Linked DNA regions of Hordeum vulgare: region 1 is linked to region 2. A link is a contact called in public Hi-C data. All regions are on one chromosome and are shown on one strand. Each heading gives the region's core, a stretch centred on a gene start, on an enhancer-like site or on the middle of the called end of the contact. The rest is flanking DNA. Distances are from core to core; before and after follow the strand shown.

Evidence for each region. A called contact is a pair of places that touch in the nucleus more often than the background predicts.
Region 1: a Hi-C map of seedling shows a contact between it and region 2, with 3 times the contacts expected there. The contact joins the promoter of LOC123449440 here to the promoter of LOC123449437 in region 2. A contact is called at or near these places in 2 of 6 Hi-C or Micro-C datasets (leaf and seedling).

The regions. Positions count from the first base shown.
Region 1 is chr4H:550,289,990-550,295,759 of MorexV3_pseudomolecules_assembly, forward strand. LOC123449440 (RNA cytidine acetyltransferase 1-like) reads right to left here and starts at 3,754. Exons shown (of 24, transcript XM_045126671.1): 1 at 3,253-3,754; 2 at 3,054-3,176; 3 at 2,710-2,883; 4 at 2,498-2,608; 5 at 2,273-2,406; 6 at 2,098-2,191; 7 at 1,916-2,014; 8 at 72-208. The coding sequence starts at 3,621. It overlaps LOC123449442 (18S rRNA aminocarboxypropyltransferase), which reads left to right and starts at 3,969. Exons shown (of 10, transcript XM_045126673.1): 1 at 3,969-4,155; 2 at 4,431-4,468. The coding sequence starts at 4,070.
Region 2 is chr4H:550,021,324-550,027,377 of MorexV3_pseudomolecules_assembly, forward strand. It overlaps LOC123449437 (sulfate transporter 1.2-like), which reads right to left and starts at 3,096. Exons shown (of 12, transcript XM_045126667.1): 1 at 1,676-3,096; 2 at 1,372-1,579; 3 at 1,077-1,251; 4 at 925-990; 5 at 725-838; 6 at 507-623; 7 at 282-408; 8 at 1-202. The coding sequence starts at 2,171.

The DNA.
Region 1 (5,770 bases), core at 2,504-5,003, 270 kb after region 2:
ACAGAAATATCCAGAATGATCACCCCCATAATTTATGGTTATAGAGCATTAGTAACTGAAAGCAATCATACCCGTTGACAGTGGAAGATAGGAAAACAAGATATGGGCCAAGTAAGGCTTTAACAATTGGCAACGGAATAGCGGCAGCTTCATCGATAACAAGAAGCTCAACTTGAGAAAGCTTTCCATGATCATGTGGTTTCAAATACTGCAATCATTAGAAACTTTAGAACCAATTCACCGATGCTAAGCAAAGTGATGTTCAACAGTACAAAATATGTCTACAAACAAGTAGGATATCAAAAATTCCAGGGTTGGGCGCAGGTAAGCTGGACCTATGAGGCCATAACTAAGCACATGGAAATTCCATGGACGGACTGTGAGACATTCGAATTTACAAGGGACTAGCCCAGAAAGCACTAACATAATAAAAAAAATTGGCCAAATGATGGTGCATGAACTACAGAAAAGACAAGTCACATGCAAAAAAGGATACAAACCACCAAACTAATTACCCAGAAAAAGTAAGCTTTGACATAACATGACCTTATGTCACACTAAGGAATCATCAATATGAGTGTTCAAGATTTAGGTCATGAATAATACCCTTCTAAAATCAATTATACATATTAGATGACATGCTTGCATATGATCAATTTTACATCACCAGCAATATTGCACGTGTAATGCAATTTCATCAATAGACCTTATAAGAATATAATCACAACATCGCGCATTACACGTGCAATATTGATCACCCTCCAGCACTTATGGAGATAGTTAAGTCCAGTGCCAAAGCATTGGTATGGTAAAAAAACATTGCATGATGCAAAACCTCATCAACAGTTTACATTTCAACTTCAAGAAATTCACATGTATTTCTCTAACATATTACATGTAGTTAAAAATTAAGCTACCAAATAATCACAAACGCAAGTGTCTACATCCCTCCCTTTCCAAACCATTTCTGCATTGAATGAGCCCCAGTTAAATTAGTTTTTGGAGACGATTTGAAATCAGATGAAATTAAGGGTAATTATTACTCCCTCCATCCTAAAATAAGTGTCTTGGATTTAGTACAAAGTTGTACCAAGTCCGAGACACTTAGTTTGGGACAGAGGGAGTACAAGAGTAAGGCATAAATGTAAGCTTAATTTCTCATCTACAGATCTGAGCTTTTGGATGGAGAGATAGTTTGGATCAAACCTAACTTGCATTTTTATTAGTACAGCTATAGATTAATAGATATGAGTAGACACTTAATAAGAATTAAGCAATAGTCATTATAGCACCTAGCAAGGCTATAGGGTTCCAATCCTCGATGGCTCTTCAAGTGTTTGATTATTGAATATCAATCTACTAAAGGAGATAACTCAATCAATACCATGTTTTCATCTGTACATCATCAAGCAAAGATGAATTATGGTTCTCAGGAATAGCAGAATCTTGATAAGTAAATAATCCAACTAGTTGCCACCATTGTCGAGGGCATAACTGTGTAAGGTTTATCTTAAAGGAACCAAAGGCTTTTAAGTTCTTGCTGAAGAAATTTAACTTGCAAGGTTTTCGAGGGAAGCAGGAAGCTAAAGGATCCCTTTCAAGTTTCAACATTAGACGCTGAAGTCCTTCACCAATTCACTAAAGGACAGACCCAGTGCATAGAAGCTCCCACACAAGGTGGGTTCTGGGGAGGGATTATAGGAACCTAGTCTTACCCCTGCGAAGTGCAATGCAGAGTAGCTGGTTCGAACACAGGACCTCTTTGCACAAGTGGGGAGGAATTCACCACTTTGCCAGGCCTGCCCTCTTCTTCACCAATTCACTATGAAGTTAAATTTTAAAAGCTAAACATCCCAGAAGGACCAGGAATTGGTAGGCTGGTAGCAACCAAGTAGTAATTTTAATGATTTATCACCTGGATTGTTTGACGATGTTGCTTATGGACGTTTATTTGTATTATTGCTTTCCTGAGATTTGGATCTGAACTCTTCACTACATCATAATGCAAATGCTCCTGAAAGGGGGGAATACAGCACAGATGTGTTCACATAACATATATTTAAACTTTAACAACAAAACAAAATATTAGACATATACCTTGTACTCCATTGCATTTATTCCTTTGCAGACAAAATCAAATAGTGTATTTAAGTTCTCAGGACTTGGAGCGGTGACAAATATATTTGAATACCTACAAAGACAAATCATTAGCCTCAACAAGAGGAACACATGAAATGAAAAACATAAATAACACTACTGAGTTAAGCTTTACCCAGCTGCGATGGCTCCAGCAATAGCAAGACCAAGGGCAGCTGATTTCCCACGTCCACGAGCAGCAAGCAAGGCAACCGTGCTCCTAAGGGACTTGTCCAAAATAGAATCTAGGAAATTGATAACAGCTTTACCCTGCGTATATTGTTTTTCAGTTTGAGTTTATGACAACAACAAAAAAAACATAACAAAGGAAATTTTGGACAGGGTAAGAGGCAAATTGTACCTGATCCATTGTGCAACACTTTCCGATTAAAGGGCCAACCGGGAAGTCTTCACGGAACTGATCTTTTAGGTCTTTCAACTCTCGTTCCCTTTCAGACAATCCCTCAGAATCCTAAACACATGGTGATAATAAAATATGCATGTCTCAGATGACCAAATAGGCACAACTAGAATCTTCAAGAAATGCATAATTTCACCAGCTGAACTTCATACCTCATTCTTTGTAACTGGTTGTATAAATTTCATGTGAGATGATATAGGCAAAATGTTGAGTTCGTCATCCATCACAATACATGATTTGCATGACGCTATGGACAATAAGAACCGCTCGTTGAACCTTGTGGCTGCCTGGGTATGAGACTCTGTTCGGAACCTTTCGTGAACGTCCTGTTAGCATAAGGCCCGTGTAAGTTTACTTTACCTTAGCAGGATAGGGCGGAAACAAATAAGCTAATCAACAGCATTGAATCCAAATTTATCCTTGTTTGCTCACAAAATTGAATCAGCTATGGTGAAAAGCAATAGCAAATGAACGTGCAACAGAAAACTGAGCTCACCATGACCATCGTGTAGAGACTGGTCAGCGAGGAGAGCGAAGAGAGCAGCAGGATGACCAAACCACCGCCCTCAACGGTCTCAATGGTCCTGGCCAGAAGGTTGGGCGTCAGCGCCTCGAAGTCCTGCAGAGAGCAAACACACAGTTAGTTCCAGGCAGAGCAGCAACATTCATCAGCAGCCTGTGAAGCTATCCCATACCTGCAGTATGCACATGCCAAACGTGTTGCCGAGGACCCTCTCCGAGTCCTTGTACATGCAGTAGGTGATGTCGGAGGTCTCGAGGAAGAGGGAGAAGGGGTCGGCCTTCTCGGGGTCCATGAGCCCGCGCTGCATGAGCTTCTTGATCTGCTTGGCGCGCTTCTTCCTGTGGCTGCTGATCTCGAGCTTGTTGCGGTAGCACCAGAGCACGGAGGGGCGCGACTTGACGCGGGACTTGGCCAGCATGTAGTTGAGGTTGACGATCTGGTCGCGCGACTTGTCGCCGACGATGATGAACATGGACCGCTGCCGCTGCCGCACGCCATTCTCGATCAGCGTGCGGATGCGCTCGTCCACCTTCTTCCTCATCCTCGCCGCCGCCCGCCGGTTATCTCTGGCGAATGGGGATTGGGGGCTGGGGTTTAGCTAGGGTTTTCCCGGCTGCCGGCGTCCACCTAATTGATATGAGACGGAGAGGAGGAGAGCGGAGCGGGTGCGTGGACGGCCGGATGCGGGTGCCTTCGACGGTCCAGATTCCCCCATTTCTTTCTTCTGTCGAGAGTGGTCTCTGTCTCTGGCCTCGTGACCTCGTCGATGGAATGGGCTGGAGAACCGCGGCCTGCTAAGTTGGGCTCACAGCCCAACCTTCACGGTCAATTTGGTAGGCCCGGACCAACTTCGTTAGGGGCCCCATTTGCAGAGGCTATACGTGGGCTCCACCGAAGAAGTATTCTCAGGGCTTCCTCTCCCGAGCCAAACAACGCCGCCGCCGCCGCAGCCGCCGGAAGAGGTGTTCGCCGCTGGCAAGTCTTCGAGGATGGGGTACCACCGCAATAGGCGCGGGCGTGGATCCTCGTCGTCCTCCTCCTCCTCTTCGCGCCGCACCAAGCAAGAAGCCTCGTGGTAACTCCACTTCCTCCGAACGCTTAGTTAGTTTCCAGTCCAAACAGTTCTGCCTTTCTCTAGGTCTCTGCTTAAGGGCCTGTAGGATTTTGCTTGAATTTTTTGGGCCGTGGATTTTGCAGTCAGGCTAGGTTTTACTCGTGTTTACCTGATCCCAGTGATGCAGAGAGGATGAAATGTATGCTTCAGTTGGAATTGCGAATTTGGATTGTGATGCCAGCATCTTTTATTTTTACAAACGGCAGTATATAACGTTCTTTTATCTTCAATTTCAGCGATGATGCTCCTGGGACATCACTTCCAAGGCAGGAAGGTACAAGTTCCCTGGAATTTCCTTCTTGTTTAGGGATATATCTCTTGCTCTAAACGGGCATATGATTGATAAATTGCTATGTGGGATTGAGATATATGTGCATGAAAATATACCGCCCATAAAGTGTCGTTAGCATGCAGTGAGTTAGGGTGTGTTTGATTTGGGAACGAAGTGGAATGGAATGTCATTGTTCCATTCCTGCTGGACGCCTTACCCACTTATGCCATGGCTGCTCTGCTTCTGTCGCCGGCTCTGCTTCGGGAGCTGGACGCCTTGAGGCGCGCTTTCCTGTGGAATGTGGCGGAAAGGGCTTCCGGTGCGCAATGCCGGGTGGCTTGGGATCGTGTGTGTCGTGCTAAGGCTGAAGGTGGATTGGGAGTCCGAAACCTGGCGGCCCAGAATGAAAGCCTTCTGTTGAAAATGATCCACCGTCTGCACTCTGCCCCCCGATCAAGGTGGGCAGCCTGGGTCTGGGCTGTCGCGGACGGTCACTCTCTTCTGCCGCGTGGTGACCGTGCGCTGGGCGAGCAGAGGGGGGGGGGGTGTCTTGGCTCGGCTGATCCCGTTGTACCGCGCTCTCACCACTGTTGACGCGGGGACGGGCGCACTGTCTCGTTTTGGGCCGACCGCTGGCTGCCGTGCGGGGCTCTCGCGATGGTCTTCCCGGCTCTCTTCTCGCACTCCACGGCCCCCGAGGTGACGGTGTAGCAAGTGTGGGCCGAGGGTCTGCACAGTTTCCTCGTCCCGCGACTCACACGCGTGGGGGAGCGCGAGCTGGCTGCTGTCTTGGAGATCCTGGCGATAGCCACTGTCAGGGTGGGCGGTGACGAGTGGACGCTTGTCCATGTCGCCGCGACCCGGTGTCGGCTTTCTGCTAGCTCGATCTACAAAATGCTTCGGTTCGGAGGCGTGGGCACTCCCTACGCGGCGCTCGTCTGGGGAGCCCGAGCACCATCGCGGGTGAAGTTTTTCTGTTGGTTCCTGGTGCAAAGCCAATTCAACACGCTGGACGTGTTGTTGAGGAAAAACATTGTAGTTGCGGACGCCGTTGGGTGCCCCATCTGCTCGGAGACGTTGGAGTGCGCGGATCACCTGATCTTCTCCTGCCCTTTTGCTAATGCGTTCTGGAGGGGGATTGGCATCTCCGTCGCTGCCATGTCCGTTGACGGTCTGGGATCTCTGGCGGAATCTGCTGGCTCCGTGGTACAGTCTGCGGGCGGGTTCGCCATGCTATGCTGCTGGCAATTATGGAAACACCGGAACGATGTCGTGTTCCCTTGCTTGAGCGCTCAGTTGTTGCCT
Region 2 (6,054 bases), core at 1,846-4,345:
TTCCAGATAAGGTAGGCTGTCTCATAGTCAACTAGGTTAACCACTGCATTTATGATGATAGAAGCTAGAATCGCATTCGGCGTGTACTTGAACAATGGGGTGATCAACAATAGTGTGAGCATCACTACAATTGCCATTACAACATTGGATACCGCTGTTTTGCAGCCAGCCATGTAATTGACTGCTGATCGTGAGAAAGAACCTGCAGTGAACATATCTTGTCAGTAGAATGCTATATTTGTATGGGATAGGTACCATTTTAAAACTAAATTAGTAGCCACCTGTGGCTACGTAGCACGAAGTCATTGAACCAACAATGTTCATGGTTCCTAGAGCCACCATTTCTTTGTTCCCGTCTATTTGGTAGTCCTTCATGGCAGCAAATGTTCTTCCAATTGCAATTGCTTCCTAAAAGGTTTGCATTAGTTTTGACACATTGTTGGATGTCCTAAAAGAAATCCATGCGGAAAAAATTGAAACTGAAAAGGCAATGAAGTTTTTATTACCGTAAGGGCAACCATTCCGGATACTACACCAATTCTGAATCCTTTCGCCAAGTATGGGCCAGACCAATATATGAGATCAAATGAAGGTGGATTGATGCCTTGTTTTATATTCTTGACCTGCAATTAATTAGTGATTAGCCCATATTGTTTGTCTTCGACTAACTTGTTACCACAGTTACTCCGATGGCAAAAGTGGCGAGTAGTCAAGTACGACTTACAATTGCAACGCCCTGCTTGTCCGCACGGGTGATGTACACACAAAAGGTGGATATGACCACTGAAATGAGAGGAGCGATTGCAGAAACCCAGAAGAGCTTTTTATTCTTCTTGGCCTGAATTATCCCAATGGAACAGCATGATCATCACAAGTAGTCAAGGAGAACTAAGATGAAATTACGCACATGTATTATTATCTTACAATGTATTTTGTAGTTAGAAGAAATGCCAAGAAGGACGATCCAATCAATATCGTCTGCCAGTTCCACTGAATCAACACCGCAAGCGTAAGTTTTATGAAATATTTGATTTTATCCCGGAAGTTAAATGTATACAAAAGGTATGATATCTTACCCCATGTTGAACATTTCCCCATACCGATTCCATGACCGATATGATATCAGACTTCTTAGTGAATTTCGCTATGCCAAGTAAGCCTTTCAGCTGCTGAAGGGCAATGGTGATTGCGGCACCGGCCATGAACCCGACGATGGCCGCATGAGACAAGAACTCTATGATAAACCCTAGCCTGCAGCAGAGTCCGGTCAGAGACTACATAAAACAGATGACGTATTCAAGTGTTCATGCCAATATGTCATCATGAACTGGCAAGTTAACAGGCACCGGGGGACCATGTCGCCATGCGCACCTGAAGAATCCGAGCATTGCCTGAGTGATCCCTGCGAAGAAGGTTGCGGTGAACGCCAGCCGGCTGTACTCAAGTGGATTCTTGACGGGGTCGATCTCTTCCTGGAGGAGAGTGCCGAGCAACAGCGACACGACGGCCACTGGACCGATGGCTATGTCCCTGGAACTGCCCATCAGGGCGTATATCAAAGGCGGGACGAAGCTACTATCTGCGAAAAGGACCCAGCAAAACTCTGGTCATTCTAGTTGCATGCATACTTGCAGGAGCAAAACTGGGCATTCTACCGTGTTTCATGTGAACTTACACAGTCCAACATGTGGCTGCAGGTTGGCAAGCTTGGCATAACCAATGTCCTGGTGCAAGATAAGAGTAGACACCATGAGAACGCATGCCGGAGTGGACAAACCAACCAACTGTACCGTGATTGCTGCATGCAAGAAGAACAGCCGGCCAGCTACCTGAGGTATGCAGAGGCTGGCGATGGTGAGGCCGGCGACCAAGTCCCCCTTGAACTTGCCGAAGGTGTAGCTCCTGCTCCAGTCCAGCACCGGGAAGAGGTGCACCAGGCTGAGCCACAGCTTCTTGGACCTCGGCTGGTCCTTGTACTCCCGCAGCGGGTCGTCGGCGAAGAACGTCTCCTTCACCCCCTCGGCAAACTCGGCAAAGACGCCCTTGGCCGGCGGGAACCCGACCTTGTAGCCATGGTGGTGGTGGGTGCTGTCGGTGTGACGTTGCGACGCCGTCTGGCTGCAGACGTCGCCATCGAAATCTTCGCCTCCGTCCGACACGGTTCTCGGCATTCTTGCGGACGTTGCGTGCGCCTATGTGCAGACGGATACGTTTGCCTGAAGATGAAGCAACGAGTGAGATAATTAACATATATTAGTGCAGAACTGAAGTTAGATGTAAACGAACTCTCCATGTAATTTAGACGGAGAAATCATTAGTACTAATAATCAAATAAAGCATACACACACGCATGGACATGCATGGACATGCATGACCCTCTACATGCATGGTGCAACTAAGCTCTGAACTGAATGAAACAAATTACATCAAGGAAACCAAGACCAAGGGTCTTCTTCAGAACTGAAGGAAGGAATCAGAAACTCATATGCATGAACAACAATATATATCAAGAATGGAAGCAGCCAACACCACTGATCATTGCATATCATTCTTCACCGTGAATGAAGAACTAATAGACGAAAGGAAGAAAACATACACAAGTATGAGTGTATGACTACTGGAGAAACTCAGCCCACAAAGACAAAGGCCTGCTGCTTTGTGGTGATTTTTCAGAAGCCAGGGAATGTCCATTATATATAGATGCAGAGAAGCTCCGGCGCCTGTGATGAAGGTCAACTCCTATATTTTAATTGGAGGGCCAAGAGATAAGTTAAGCTGCAAATTATGCATCTGCGTCGAAAATCGCACCACATTCAACATAGCGCGGGGAACGCCTACCCTAATGAATAGGTTATTCTCACAGCTCATCACTTGCTGAACTTGTAAATCATTTCTGCGTAAACAATCAAACGGTTTCAGCGACAGGTGACAGAAGGAACAATGAAACTGGGTTTCAGCTCTCTGTGTGTGCTTGAATGTGATTGAAGAAAACTCATATGGGCCAGAGTGGACTTGAGCAAATGGGTGTATGTTATGTATTCCTACATGGGAAACTTATTAAGATATGCTAGCAGGTAGCAATCTTCATCAAATACAGTTTTGAAATGTTGGCAGTTTTTCTAGCTGAAAAGGAACGATTTCCTTCCTGGACCGTCGAGTCATGCACACGTTGGCTTAATGCGCAATCAAAATCCAATGAATAGAAAGTATAAGACATAAAGGGACCCAGACTTGTGCAATTTTAACATTTAGGCTTACCCAAATGCATGTGTTATGACTTGTGAAGCCATACAGAAACTTAAGGATTCAGAAGAGCACCGTCCACTGCAATTTTTAGCCTGCGGCTATTTCTAGCCTGCCCTATGTTTGTGCATGTGTTACACAAGCATAGTTTGCGAGAATCTCTCTTTCTTTTGCTTCTTATTCTGATGTACTGCTGTACTGAACTAGTTGGCGGTTTCTTCAACGGAAATCGGTAGGAGGACCCCTTGTTTCTAAAACAGTTGATCCAGTCATCAAGGGAACAAAAATAGATTTTTCTAACCCTAGTTATGTGCAAGTTCCACTGCTAATGGCATGCTACACCTTATAATATAGTCTGTCTCCTGGACTAGGCAGGTTGCAGGCCCCAATAATGCAGTTGTTAACTCTAGTTACACACCATCTGAACATGATCTGCAGCAGCAGAAGTGCAGGATCAGACTGCAGATCGACACAGTTAGTCGTCGCAATAATAGCTCGATTATATTGGTTTATTTTCTTTGTCTTCCCTAATTAACCAATACTCGTAGTATTTTTGGAAAATGCGGTCTGCCGATTGCATGAACCTGGTCAAAGAAGCGATATGCGATGAGGCTGGGCGACATGGTGGACGGCCCTGAAATGCACAGCGCCAACCTACGCGCTTCTCTGCCTAACAGATTCCTTCCTTGCACTCTCGGTGGCTCTCATCACTCGCTTGCGGACGAACCTTGGCCCTAAGCACACGTTGCAGCTGTAGCCTTTTTCCATTCTAGTGGTGGCCCAGTGTGCTCTGCTATTTTCAATACAGTTTCAGGATAGGAGCATCTACAATGTTGAGCGACACAGTAACTGCTCTGTGTAGATCATATTCCACCCATGCCCATGCATGATAGAATGGCAGTTTTTTAGAGTGCGCGCATGATAAAATGGAAGTATTCGTTCATGAAAAACACTGGGAAATCACATAAAACTCCCCGGTCAAAACCCAAGATAAAAATAAACAACATAAGAATAAGTCACTGTAGTGTCTGATCCAGTGATCCTATCATCATAGAAATCAAAGGAAAACAGTTCTTGTTTAACATTCCGGAAATCATCTAGATCACTGAAGACTGAACCCTGATGCCCCGAGAAAGAAAACAGTCACCCAAAGAACAGAGAGGAGGTGATAAAAGAAAGGCAGGGACTAAAACCCTTTACGAATACGCGGTCGAAAAACAGCTTTTCTGTGGGGCTTATTCCCTGCTGAGATGTGCAAAAAGAGAGAGAAAAAATATGGAGAGAAATCGAAAAGAAGGAACAAGTGGTCTTTCTTCTTACCGTGCTGTTCCTCTGGGAGCACCTTCGTGGAGCTCCAGACCTTTTCCTCCTCGCTTTTCCTGGGCCCCACCGGTGCTCTACTCCGACTATACCTTCCAGCAGATTGGATGGTGGAGGGTCGCTCCGAACGTGGACGCGATTGTGGGTCAGGAGATCTACGACAGCTCCTTCATCACTATTTAAAAGATGGGAGGAAGAAGAAGCGAAAAGAGAGAGGGGAGGGAGAGTCAAACCGTGTCCAGGTTCGATGAACCTGGTGGGGGAGGCAGCCCGGGCGTGAAGAACGGGATGGGAGTTAACCACCTGTTGCCACGTTGACTTTGCTCCATATTCACGGGTTTAAGAGGCTGGTATTTCACTGGGACTGCATGTAGGCTGCTGTACTGTCGACAACCGCACGGTGCGTTATAATTTTGACACTCTTAGCTGGCCAACATTCACTGCGGTTTCTCTAAAAAAAAAAAAGCATTCATTGGGGTGGGAATTACGAATATTTTTATAACAATTTTAGTTGTAGGAGGGTAACAATTTCTTCAGACTTGCATGGCAACAGTACCCTTCTTTTTTTGCGGGTGAAGCATGACAGCATTACCGTTCTTATTTGGACCCTTATTTGGACCCTTTTAGAGCATCTCCAACAGCCGCGCTTCGCGCCGCGCCAAAAAGCATGTTTGCCGCACGCTGGTTGCCTGGTTTGGCGCGTCGCGCAGTGCTGGCTCTAGCAGCAGCTTTAAAATGCAGCGCGCGTGCCGTTCCAGCAGCGCCCAAATATATGGCATTTGGACAAAAAATAGGTTGAAACATTCATCAAAATGCAATGAACATGTGAAATTTAACACAAACAAGTTGATGAATAAAAGTCATGCCCACAAGTTCATCCAACCAAGTTCAAAATGCAAACCAAGTTCAAAATACAAGTTCATCCAACAAAGTTGAAGACATATAACACATCAACCATCTTCCTCGTCTTTCGAAGACGATTCTTCCGCCTTCGAAGATGAATCTTCCTCCCTAACCTCATCACGCACCGCATCACGTGTAGCTCCGACGGTCTTGGCAAGATCTTCAATGGCATTTTCATGGGCATGTGTGTGAGGCACATCGAAAGACATTCCACCCATGGCCGGAGGTGCACCCATGCCTCCCATGAGAGAAGCAAAACTCATGCCACCCATGCCTCCCATAGCGTTGGAGGGTGCTCCAAAGCCACCCATCCCTCCCATAGCGTTGGAGGGTGCTCCAAAGCCACCCATGCCTCCTATGGCTCCGAAGCCACCCAAGCCTCCCATGGCGTCGAGGCACATGCCTCCCATAGCGTTGGAGGGTGCTCCAAAGCCACCCATGCCTCCCATAGCGTTGGAGGGTGCTCCAAAGCCACCCATGCCTCCCATAGCGTTGGAGGGTGCTCCAAAGCCACCCATGCCTCCTATGGCTCCGAAGCCACCCAAGCCTCCCATGGCGCCGAGGCCCATGCCTCCCATGGCGCCGAGG